Regions from separate parts of the Callithrix jacchus genome. Here all the other regions are linked to region 1. A link is a contact called in public Hi-C data. All regions are on one chromosome and are shown on one strand. Each heading gives the region's core, a stretch centred on a gene start, on an enhancer-like site or on the middle of the called end of the contact. The rest is flanking DNA. Distances are from core to core; before and after follow the strand shown. Region 1 has its middle 24 kb from the start of ZBTB16. Region 2 has its middle 42 kb from the start of NNMT. Region 3 overlaps ZBTB16 (zinc finger and BTB domain containing 16).

The links. A called contact is a pair of places that touch in the nucleus more often than the background predicts.
Region 2: a Hi-C map of skeletal muscle shows a contact between it and region 1, with 7 times the contacts expected there. The contact joins two enhancer-like sites. A contact is called at or near these places in 2 of 3 Hi-C or Micro-C datasets (both in skeletal muscle).
Region 3: a contact with region 1 is called in a Hi-C map of skeletal muscle, with 4 times the contacts expected there. The contact joins two enhancer-like sites. A contact is called at or near these places in 2 of 3 Hi-C or Micro-C datasets (induced pluripotent stem cells and skeletal muscle).

What each region holds. Positions count from the first base shown.
Region 1 is chr10:13,711,525-13,715,373 of calJac240_pri, reverse strand. No RefSeq gene overlaps it. Among named protein-coding and RNA genes, the nearest start is that of ZBTB16, 24 kb to the left of the region's middle. Within about 2 kb of position 2,128, at least 5 of the 16 cell types and tissues checked have an H3K27ac peak or open chromatin away from gene starts, as enhancers often do. A contact at or near this core is called in skeletal muscle, where this site is marked.
Region 2 is chr10:13,938,572-13,942,420 of calJac240_pri, reverse strand. No RefSeq gene overlaps it. Among named protein-coding and RNA genes, the nearest start is that of NNMT, 42 kb to the left of the region's middle. Within about 2 kb of position 1,725, at least 7 of the 16 cell types and tissues checked have an H3K27ac peak or open chromatin away from gene starts, as enhancers often do. A contact at or near this core is called in skeletal muscle, where this site is marked.
Region 3 is chr10:13,857,915-13,861,763 of calJac240_pri, reverse strand. The region is part of intron 3 of ZBTB16 (zinc finger and BTB domain containing 16); the gene reads right to left. Among named protein-coding and RNA genes, the nearest start is that of ZBTB16, 120 kb to the right of the region's middle. Within about 2 kb of position 2,248, at least 11 of the 16 cell types and tissues checked have an H3K27ac peak or open chromatin away from gene starts, as enhancers often do. A contact at or near this core is called in skeletal muscle, where this site is marked.

The DNA.
Region 1 (3,849 bases), core at 879-3,378:
TGGAGATGGCTCACTGCATAGCAGCCTTTTTGACAGTGTCTTTGTGAGAAAAGAGAAAGGGCTATAGAACTCATCATAATCTGTGACTCTTTGGAGAGGGTTTCGATGGAGATCCAGGCAGCAGCCAGGCAGGACCCAGGATGCTGGGTAACACACAGGTTAAACCCTAGGTCCTCAGAGCCCTCTTTCCACTGGCTGCCCCTCATTTCTTCACCCCATTAAGGGCCAGGGTAAGACCTGGAACCACATCCACAAGGGCTGCAAGTTCGGTCCCCAAGTCAAGTTTCAAACCACTCCACAATTATCCCATAGTGGGGTGTGGACCCAGAATGTTCACCTTGCATCAGCTGCTGGGATTGGTAAGGAGAACCAAGGAAAGGGGTAGCATAAATTAAGGCTTAGAAGAGGCTGGGAGTGGTGGCTCATGCCTGTAATCCCAGCACTTTGGGAGGCCGAGGCAGGCAGATCACAAGGTCAAGAGATCGAGACCATCTTGGCCAACATAGTGAAACCCCGTCACTACTAAAAATAAATACAAAAATTAGCTGGGTGTGGTGGTGAGCACCTGTAGTCCCGGCTACTTGGGAGGCTGAGGCAGGAGAATCACTTGAACCCAGGAGGCGGAGGTTGCAGTGAGCCAAGATTTTGCAATTGCACTCCAGCCTGGGCGACAGAGCGAGACTCCATCTCAAAAAAAAAAAAGAAAAGACTTGGAAGAAAAGACAGAAGAACTGTTGAGAGAGAATCAAAGCAGGTGGAGAGGGATAGCTGCCCTGATAACCTTGGTGCCAGAGGCAATGACAGCGACTCACAGCTCATCTTGTTAGCAGGACAAAAGGACTGCAGCCTCCTTGGGAATGTCAAACCCCACCTTATCCTGGCTCCCTGGACCAGAGCTGAAGTCAAGGCTGGAAAAAGAGCCCAGCCTGGAGATGAAGGCAGTGGAGAGAGAATGCATTCCCCCTTGACAATTTCAGAATCATCACTCTCAGTTGTCACAAATGCAAGGTACTGAAACTCTCCCCTAAATCTACCCAATCACTTTCTCTTGGGAGGGTAGGTAGGGTTTAACAAACTTCCCCCAAACATTTGCAAGTTAAGAATGGGACCTGTGCCCAGGCACAGTGGCTCATGCCTATAATCCTGGCACTTTAGGACATTAAGGTGGGCAGATCACTTGAGGCCAGGAGTTCAAGACCAGCTTGGCCAATATGGTGAAACCCTGTCTCTACCAAAAATACAAAAAATTAGCCAGCTGTGGTGGCAGGCACCTGTAATCCCAGATACTCAGGAGGCTGTGGCAGGAGAATTGCTTGAGCCAGGGAGGTGGAGGTTGCAGTGAACTGAGATTGTGCCACTGCACTCCAGCCTGGGCAACAAGAGTGAAACTGTCTCAAAACACACACACACACACACACACACACACACACACACACACACACACATAAGCATGGGGAACTGTGTGGAGCTTAACAGAAGGGTCTAGAAAAGTTTCTCTCTGGGCTGGATTCAAGACAAGATTGACAACAAACAGTTTTAACAAATGTTTGTTGTGCACCTACTGTGTGCCCAGAACGTATTCTGCCATCCAGCAGCCTCACAATTTGGAAGGAAAGGTGGACTCTGTAGAGAGGACTCATCACACCCTGTTATGAGCAGCACTAAGAGTGCAAATGTGTAATGTGGTCATGAGGTATCCAGGATCCCGAACTAGGAAGGAAGAACCTGGAGCTGATAGGGGAGGCCGTCTTATTTTTCATTTTTGAGGTAAGGTATCTTCAGTGGTAGATGAGCCTTCATTCCATTTCTCTTCAACTGAAATGTAGAGAAGCCCATCCTATGTACTCTCGGTGTTATTCTCCTTGAAGATGTTGAAGGAAGATTGAACCACTGGTCTGCTTCTATTTGCTCATCAGAAATTCGGGCTCAGGGCAGTTACGTGTGCCACATCTTAGCCAAAGTAAAGGAACTTTCTGTTTTACCCTTCTCCAGCAAAAACAGCAGTGAGTCAAAATAAACAACACTTGGGATCCAAACACTGGCTCCTCCTACGGAAAAGACAAAATCGTTCTTTTATACTTATAGGGGCCCTGGAGTGTCAGACCGGCTGTGAGTGCGCGTAAAGCTCTCGCCCACCCGCGCACAGGGCCAGGCGGTGACCAGGTCAGAGAATCCTGGTGCAGAGAAGCTCCCGCTGCGCCGGGGCGGGATTGTGAGGCTTTATTCTGGGATACTTTTTAAAAATCTTCCAAGTGAAATTGACTTTCTGCGGCTCACGGGCCTGATTCTGCCAGCAGGCCGCCTGTGCCCCCTTGCGGTGTCCCCTCTGCCCGCGGCCAAGTCAGCGCCTGACCTCTGTCCGCTGGAGGCCAGAAGGGGAGAAGGCTGATGATCCCGCTGCAGCCAGAGCGCAACGCCCGGCCGGGCCCTGCAGGGCCACCCGCGGCCTGGTCCTCCAAGCCCTGCTGACCTCTAGTGGTCACCAGGCAGAACTGAACGGGCACTAGGCCAGAGTGGGAAACCAGGGTATCTTTCAAGGCGCATTCTCAGCCCTGGTTTTCACATTGGGATCCCTGGGAGCTTTGAAAACTACCATAGTCCAAGCCCCACTGCAGGCATTTGCTCAGAATTAAGTGAGACTCGCCGGCGGTGGGACCTGAGCGTGGATATCTCTGTTAAAGCTCCCTCGGAGGCTGGGCGCGGTGGCTCATGCCTATAATCTCAACATTTTGGGAGGCCAAGGTGGGTGGATCACTTGAGCCCAGAAGTTTGAGACCAGCCTGGCCAACATAGCAAAACCCTGTCTTTGCAAAAAAAAAAAAAACAAAAATTAGCCGGGCGTGGTGGCGCGTGCCTGTAGTCAGTCTCAGCTACTAGGAGGGCTGAGGTGGGAGGATGGGTTGAGCCTGAATGGTCGAGGCTGTGGTGAGCTATGATTGCACCACTGCACTGCAGCCTGAGCGACAGAGCAAGACCCTGTCTCAAACCCCCCACGCACCTCCACAGAAACTTCCAGAGAATTCTAACGGTACATCCTGATAGAGAGCCACTGGGCAAAAGTGGGCATTCGTTTGCCTCTACTGTGGATGTGTGCGCTGGGTGTGATGTCAGCATCTGCATATGGCTGTCTGTCCTTGATCCAGACTGTCCCTGCATCCAGTGTCAGACACCAGTGTGGGCTTTGTGCCTGCCCGACAGTATGTGTGTGATGCTGACGTCTGACTGTGGTGTGAGTCCGTGTGCCCGCATGGAGTGAGTGAGCTGAGGCGGAACTCATACATTAGGCACAGACTCAGGAAGCGAAGGGTCCTACCAATGTCTCTCTGTCCTTAAGAGTTAGAGAACACAGACCAGGCACGGTGGCTCATGCCTGTAATCCCAGCACTTTGAGAGGCCGAGGTGGACAGATCACAAGGTCAACAGATCGAGACCTTGGTGAAACCCCATCTCTACCAAAAATACAAAAATTAGCTGGGCGTGGTGGTCTGTAGTCTCAGCTACTTGGGAGGCTAAGGCAGAGAATCGCTTGAACCCAGGAGGCGGAGGTTACAGTGAGCCGAGATCATGCCACTGTACTCCAGCCTGGGCAACAGAGCAAGATTCTGTCTCAAAAAAAAAAAAAAATAGTTAGAGAAGATGGTTTGCAGCCCCCTTCACCTATTCGCGTAGTTCACACTGTGATCGGGAAGTTCTTCCTGTTGTCTCACTTCAGTCCCCTATCAAGAGGAGAAACATCTAGATTGAAAAAATGCCAGTATTCCCATCTTCTCTGGTAGCAGCCTTAGGAAAAGTAAGTGTGGCCTGGAGCTGCACACCCAGGTCTGCTGGCTGGCGTGGCCAGGCTGTCTT
Region 2 (3,849 bases), core at 476-2,975, 230 kb before region 1:
AGGTATGGATGAAGGCAATGATTCTCATGGTGTGCAAGTAAAGGGGCCCTGTGCCAGGCTGTATCTCTGCACCCCTCCTCCCTGAGAAGACAGGGGAACGGGTGCAGCCAGCCGGCGTACAGTTGGGAGCGGCTGAATGCAGCCTGGCTTTGCTATTAATGTAGTCAGTAAATAAATAAAGGAGGGCTTAAGCTTAGTGTACAGCAATCAGTTTAGAACTACAGGGTAATTAGCGCCGCAGGGGGCTGCAGGGCTGCAGAATCAGGTTTAAATGAGCGAGTTCACTTTCACTGAGGCACCCCCTGGGGAGCAGAAAACGCAGCCCGGAGAGGGGCCTGCCCTCCTGCCAGCCCACGAGTGGAAGTGGGGATGGCGGTGGGGCTGGGCCTGAAACCACACAGAGAGCTGGGGGATGCACCCAAGGACCAGATGTCACATGTGCACCCCTTACCCCCACTTCTGCCCCCCACCCCACCCAGCAACACCCAGGCAGCTCCCAACTATGAAATGCCACTGCCCTGTTGTCTCCTGCTCCTCCCTCTGACACGTGGTAGACACAGGTCAGGTAGGTGGTCTATGAATTGACATGGGCACAGGTGTGGGGATGCAGGATCCCTCACTGGGCCTCTGCCGTGTGTGTACATGTGTCCTGGGGAGGTGCCCAAGTGGGCATGTGATGTTCCGGCTTCCCTGCTTCACTTGCCCCTGACAACTGCAGCATGTGCCCTGGAGTGCTAATTACCTCTCTGTTTCCATCCTTCTCCCTCTCTTTCTTTCATCCATGTATACGACAAAGATTTACTGGGTGCCCACCATGTGCCAGGCAGCATGAGGCTCTGGGAACACAGACAACACCCAATTCCTGATCTCAAGGACTGACAGTCTGGTCATGGTGAAAGTTCAGGAAACAGGTGAGTACTATGGAGACTCTACAGCTAATTCAGCTCAGGGGTCCGGGGAAGGTTTCCTGAGAGTGAGAAGGTTTGAGCTGAAGAGTGAATAACGAGAAGTTGAAAGATCCAGACTGAAGGGGTGTGCGTGTTTGTGTGGCTCCCAGAAGAGGACACAGCACATGCACAGGCCCACAGGGGACTGGATCTCAGTGTGGCCCGGATCATCCGTGGTCGCATTGGCTGGAATAGAGTAGGGGTTGGCCCAGGGGCTCAAGAGTGATCTTGGGATGAAGTCGGCGTGCAGAGCAGGGGCTCTGTCACTTAGGGTGTCTTGGAACTTTGATAGGGAGTTTGAATTCCATCTTCAGAGTACGGAGGAGTCACCAGGGACTCTCATCCAGGGAGTGACATGATGTTATTTGCATTTTTGGAAATTCGCTCCGGGCAGCAAGCAAGCAGAGGACAGAACAGAGAGAGGCCTGGGCAGAAGCAGAGCATGGAGGTCAGTCATCTTCCAATCCCCAGTCTCCTCCCTTCCTGGTGCCAGGAGAGTGGGGGGCTCCCAAGTGGGAAGGCCTGGCCATGCAGCCGTGGACTTGACTGGCCTTATCCCTCTTCTCACAGGCTGCAACTTACTCAAGTCTTCAGAAGCCTCTGCTGGCTCCAGGCCTCAGCTCTCCACCTTGGGCAGGAGGGGAGTTCCTCAGAGCCACTGGGAGGAGGGAGAGCTGCTAAGGCTGACATGACCCAAGCACCTCCTTGAACCCAGCCAAGACTACGGGGCATCGGGGAGCTCGCAATTAAGGTCACTGGAGAACACCCTGCACCCGGCCTCAGTGCCTGTCCCCTCTTCTGACCCCAGCAGTGTGCCCTCCTGGCAAGTCCGTTCTGGTTGAGGCTGCCCACAATTGCCAGGGCTGGGGCAGAGGGTGGCAGCGGCACCCTCTGGGTGAAGGAAGGGGTTGGCAGGGGGGTGGCCTCAGGGCCGCCTGCCCCGGGCAGGGAGGAGAGGGGTTGAGTCAGACCACGGAGGGAGCATTCTCAGGCTGGCTTGGCCAGGGCCCCTTTCTCTCCATGAGATCATATCTGGGTCAAAGAGCATGTAAAGCTGGCAGAGCTGGCGGTCACACAAAGCCCATTCAGCCCAGCCCCTATTCACTCACCTCCTCTCCCCCAGCGCCCGCACTGCCGCGACCCCAGCACAGCGCCTAAGCCCCAGCTTTGATGTCCAAGAACAGAAAACGGCGATTAAATGTTGTTTTAAAGAGGGAGTGCTCACTGCCCTCCCATCTGTCAAGAGAAAGCTGAGGCCTGGGGGAGGAGAAGAGAGCTGGGGGAGGGGCGGGGAGGCGTGTGTGTGTGTGTGCGCGCGCGTGTGTGTGTGTGCGTGTGTGTGTGTGTGTGTGTGGTGTGTTCAGGGGTTGGGCAGAGTGTGGGGGTGGGGAAATAGGCAGGGGCCCAAGAAAAGATGGGGTCAGGATGGCTTGGGGGAATGGAGATAGCCACTCAAAATCAAAACCAAAACATAGAATTTTAGTCGAGGACTAGTTTCCCAGATGAGAAATATGTGGAGAGACACAATCAGGTGGGACAGAGAAACAAAAGCAAAAAGGAAGGAGAAAAGACAAGAAAGGAGGCAGAGAGGGGAGGAGTGGAAAGGAGAGAAAGAAGACTGGGGGAGAGGAAAAAGATGAGGGGCAGGAGGGATGAGGAAAGAGCAGAGCAGATGGCAAAGAGGGAGAGGAGAAAGCAAAGGCAGAGAAGCAACCTCTAGGGGCTGGAGGCCCCCGGGCTGCTCCTGTTCCTCTTCCTGGGAAGATGTCTTGTCTGGGAATAATGGTACTCCAGGTGGTTCTCTGCACAGCAACCCCGGGGTCAGACAGACCCTGGCCTTGGGCTCCGGAGAAAGGGCTGAAATGTAACCCACCCAGTGCCACCCCTGGCAGGCCAGGCCATGCTTGGCTCCCCAGGCAGGTGGTGGTGGCACAGGAATGATGCTGGAGGCCAGGCCTGGCACTTGGCATGGGCTTTCCACATCAGAGAGACCCAACACGGCAATCATGGCTACGTCCCCTAGGTCTTGATGAGGAGAGGGGTTATTTTGGACAGCCTCAGGCAGTGGTGCTGAAGCATCATGTCTAGGATTGAGTGGCTTTGGTTTTACAGCTAAAGACAAGTAGGGCGATGCTTCCATCCTCTGCTAAGAGGAACAGAGAAAGGGCTGGAGACAGGGAGGGAATCGTACCCATGTACCCATGGAGAGTGTTGTGGAAATCCTTTATTCTGTCCATGACAATGCAGAGCTTACACCGCTGCCTCCCACCCATCCCCTCCCCTGCACAAGGCCACCTGCTCTGATCTCCTCTCTTAACAGCTCTTGGCTGCTACAGACGCAGGCAGGGACCTTTGATTGTGTGGAAGCTTCTCGTTGAGAAATTTCTGAAGCTTGTTTAGCTGCTAAGGAGTAAGTCGACAATGTCTCTCTAAAGACTAAGACGGGAGACCCCTGCCTCAGGGGCTCTGGAATAAAGGAACCTGACCTGGTGTCAGGAGGTGTGGCTGGAGTCCTGACTGCTGCTTGCCAGCCGGGCAATCCTAAGCAAGTCATCCTAATGCTGCAACGGGTCGGACTCAGTGTCTCGCCAGCATGGTAGCTCCAGCGGGGGCCGGGGTTTGTCTGCTTTGTCCCTCGCCGTAGTTCCCAGTGCCGACAACAGTAACTGGCACACGGTGGTTTTGCTGAATAAATGCACAGGTGCCTACCTAGCACATTGTACCGAGGATCATATGATATTCCCGTATTTAACAAACTTTTAAAATAAAAGGTATTAGCAAGATGGTATTCAGTGTGCACGTGCCTTGTAAATGTGGCATGAAGGTGCCACCTAAATAAGACTAACTATGCGTAATGTGGAGCTTTTCCCCAGACCCCACATGGAAATCTTCATTCTTCTAC
Region 3 (3,849 bases), core at 999-3,498, 150 kb before region 1:
CCACATGGCTATTCCCAAAATGCATTACAGTGACATCATGCAGCCACTAATACATTTATAAAGCATCAGTGGGAGGGGGTGAAGGGGGAGGGAAGGAGGTCATGCCAGCTGAACACAGCAGGTGCACATGGACCTAGCAGCAGCATTTACACCCACAAAATTTCCTGGGGCTCAACCTGGAGGGGGGAGAACTGCAGGGACACAGCTCTGGGATGGCCATGACTTGCCATATCCTTCCTACACACAGGGGCTGGTTTTGAATGTCCGGGAACTATATGCCAAGAGGTGGATTACCGTAAATAAACAAAAGAGACGAAATCCCTTCCCTCGGGGAGCTTACATTCAAGAGGGGAGGGCAGATTTTTAAAAAGCAAGTAAATAGAGAACAGGCCAGCTGGTGGTAAGTGATAAAAAGAGAAATAAATTAAGGGAAGAGGGCCAGACACTTTGGGAGGCTGGGATGGGTAGATCACTTCAGCTCAGGAGTTCAAGACCAGCCTGGCCAACAGGGTGAAACCCCATCTCTACTAAAAAATACAAAAATTAGCCAGGCGTGGTAACTGAATTTTAAATCCCAGCTACTCAGGAGGCTGACACAGGAGAACGGCTTGAGCCGGGAAGGCGGAGATTGCCATGAGCTGAGATCACGCCATTGCACTCCAGCCTGGGGAACAGGAGTGAAGCTCTGCCTCAAAACAAACAACAACAAAAACAAACAAACAAAAAAGGCATTAAGAAAAGACAGACGGAGAGTGCCAGGGCTGTTCTTTTACAAAAGGTAGTCAGGGAGGACCTCGCCGATGCGCTGTGGATAGGTGAGAACAAGGCCACCACGTGGGAACACCCACACCAGGCAAGGGAAGACAAGCCAAGGAGGCTGGCTGAGGATGGACTGAGGTTGAGGTGGGAGATGTGGGGGTGGGGAAGTTAAGGAATAGATTGCAGAAAGAAATTAAATAGCAGAGGGAGAATAGCAGAAGATAAAGGGGGCTAGACCCTTGCCCTATCCACAGCAATCACAGATCCAAGTGAACCGAGGAGAACAGCAGGATCTAAGTCGCAGGCACCAGGTCCCACGCCTAACTTGGCCACTCACTGCTGTGGGCATCATACGAGTCATCACACCTTGATGGACTGATTTCCCAGTCTGGAAAATGGGAATGAGCCTGTCTGCCTGCCCCCCTGAGGCTGCTGTGAGGAGCAAATGGGCTAACAGACATGAATGAATACAAAACTCCTTGTCAATCACCAAACACTGTGGACAGCAGAGGTCCTTGGTGGGTTTTGTACCAAGGATCAGACAGATTGGCGGTCAAATCGTCAGCAAGCTGCCAATCTCAGGGAGCCTGTTGCCTCGGCTGTAAAATGGGAGCAGTGAGAGGTGGTCCCTCGGAGTTATGACATGGTGGGGAAAGTGCTCCACCCCACAGCGGGTGGGTAGATATGCAGAACCAGTGAGTCGCAGCAACCATTATCTCCAGTCACCTTTCCTTTAAAGAAAGAGCTCCCTTCTTGCAATTAAAGTATGATTGATTTTACTGGAATTGGACATACAGTTATTTGGGGGCCATTTATCTTGTGTAAAGTGAGTCTCACATTCATAAAGACATATGGCACCACACCTGCACATGTGAACACACACACACGCACACCCCACCTTGTTCCTCTAATTTAAAGATGAGTGATTGTTTTGTTGAGGGTAGCAGAAAAATCTGCCAGAGAACCAGTATGTCGGTATCAGCAACTATTCACCAACCTGGCTCTGAAATCTTCCCTGGACAAGGCCCTGGAGCCCCATTCAACTGTCCTGTATTTGGGGCTCTCTTCCATCTTCCCAATGGACTGTAAGCTCTGTGAGAGCAGGTTCCCAACTGTCTTGGGCTTTACCATATCCTGATACCCTGCACCATGCCCGGCATACAGTCTGTGCTTACTAAATGCTTGGTAAACAAAGAAGGCCCCAGGCAAGTTCCTGGTTGCAGAACTAACCTGAGAAGGGTAAAGTGGCCACTCAGGGCACTGCCAAGCTGTCTGTCCCCTAGGGGGTGGCAGAGTCCTTATTCTACACACTCAGTTCTCTACTACCCCTTTTTAAAAAACCCAAGGACGTGGTCTCTGGCTAGGTCTCACGGAGTTGAGAGGAAAAGGAAGGAAAAGTTAGGAAGTGGGGCTGTCTGCTGCTTCTGGTGCAAGACCTCCCTCTCATCAGCATGTCTGCTCCCAACCCAGCCCAGTGTTCACTGTGGCAGCCAACAAACAAGCCCTCCCTCAGTGAGCCTCCTGCCCCCCTGTCCCCAGGCAATGATCTGCTGAGCCACTACTCCCTACCCGAGGCCCTGAGTTTATCTGACATTCCAGGTAGGAGTTGTGAAACAGACAGTCAGATATTCTTGCCCCTGCCAGTCTCCCAGGGTCCCTGCAGATGAGAGCTTCAGGATGTTCTAAGCATCGCCCTGCAGGGAGCAGGGAGCTCTCTGACTGTTTCGGGTTCTCCAGACCTCTACTCTTCTCCCCTTTTTCCCTGACTTCTTGACACTTCCAGAAGGCTGGGGATAAAGGAAGGAGGAAGGTTCAAAGCTGGTTAAAGTTTGATGGAAAGAGAGAATGCACATACCAGAGGCAGGACTCAGGCCTGCGTGTGTGGGAGCCTCTCTCCCTCTGTGCCAAGGATCACCCCAACTCACAGGAATCAGAGGAGGGAACAGCCAGCAGGGCACTTCCAAAAACATAAAGCTTTCTCTAAATGCCCAAGATCTCAACAACAATGAAGCTGCAATCCAGTAGTTCATGCAAGTTCCCCACAGCTGCCCTCTCTCCTTTGACAAAGAGCCTCCCTCCCTGCCCTAACAAGAAATGGGGCTCAGGGGGTCCCAGGCATCCAGGAAGGAAGCAGAAGATACTGCAATCAGATACGCATGGTGTCTCTCTGAAGGAAACAAGGCAGAAGCCAGTGAGTGAAGAAAACAAATCCAAATCCCTCCCTTTCCAAAACTTCTCCCACCCCATGCTAATAATAAGAAGGGAAAAAAAAGGAAACACTGAAAAAACACCTAATGTTTGCCAGCAACTAATGTTGAGTGGTGTGTCCTTTTTATTTTTTTTTTTCAAAATTCCTTGAGATTTTAAAATAAACATCTTGAATGTTCTGATGAGATCTGCACGCCTGCTTACATAAGGAAGTACAGAGTGTACCAAAACAGCAGACCCAAAAAAAGCATAAGCTGTCAGAACAATGAGTACAGACTCGGGGCATTTTACAACAGGCCACGGTGTACAGTTTTATTTACAGTACCTCTTATCAGACGGAGAACAGTACACTGGCTGCCAATTCCAAAGGCCGGCACTGCGTGTTCTTTTCCCTCAAGGAGATGTGTACTCCTGGAGAGGAGCTTGAGGGCTCTCTCTCTCTCTCTCTCCTCTCTCTCTCTCACTCTCGCTCTTTCTCCTTTATCAACAAAACAGAAAGCTGATCCAGAACCAGAGTTTCTGGAAGGTACACAGATTCAGGACAGACGGAAAAGGGAAAGCAGGTGGGCAAACACTAGCTGAAAGGAAAACAGCCAGGCCCATTGATCAGCCCAGGATGCAGTTCACAGGTAGCTGTGGGTGACAAGGCTGCAGGGAAAATCCTGAGTCCAGCCTCACTACAGGACGGGAAGGTGAATGAACTAATGATACAAGGCCCCGCATAAAGATAGGATCCTGGGCTGAGCAACAGAAAAACGGGAGTCACCTGGGATTGAGGACAGATGGTTTTCAGATCCCCAAAAGCCAGTGTCCCACCAGTGACCTGGCAAATGACTGACACCTGATGTGTGGCTAAATATCCACTCGGCAGAAGAGGAAACC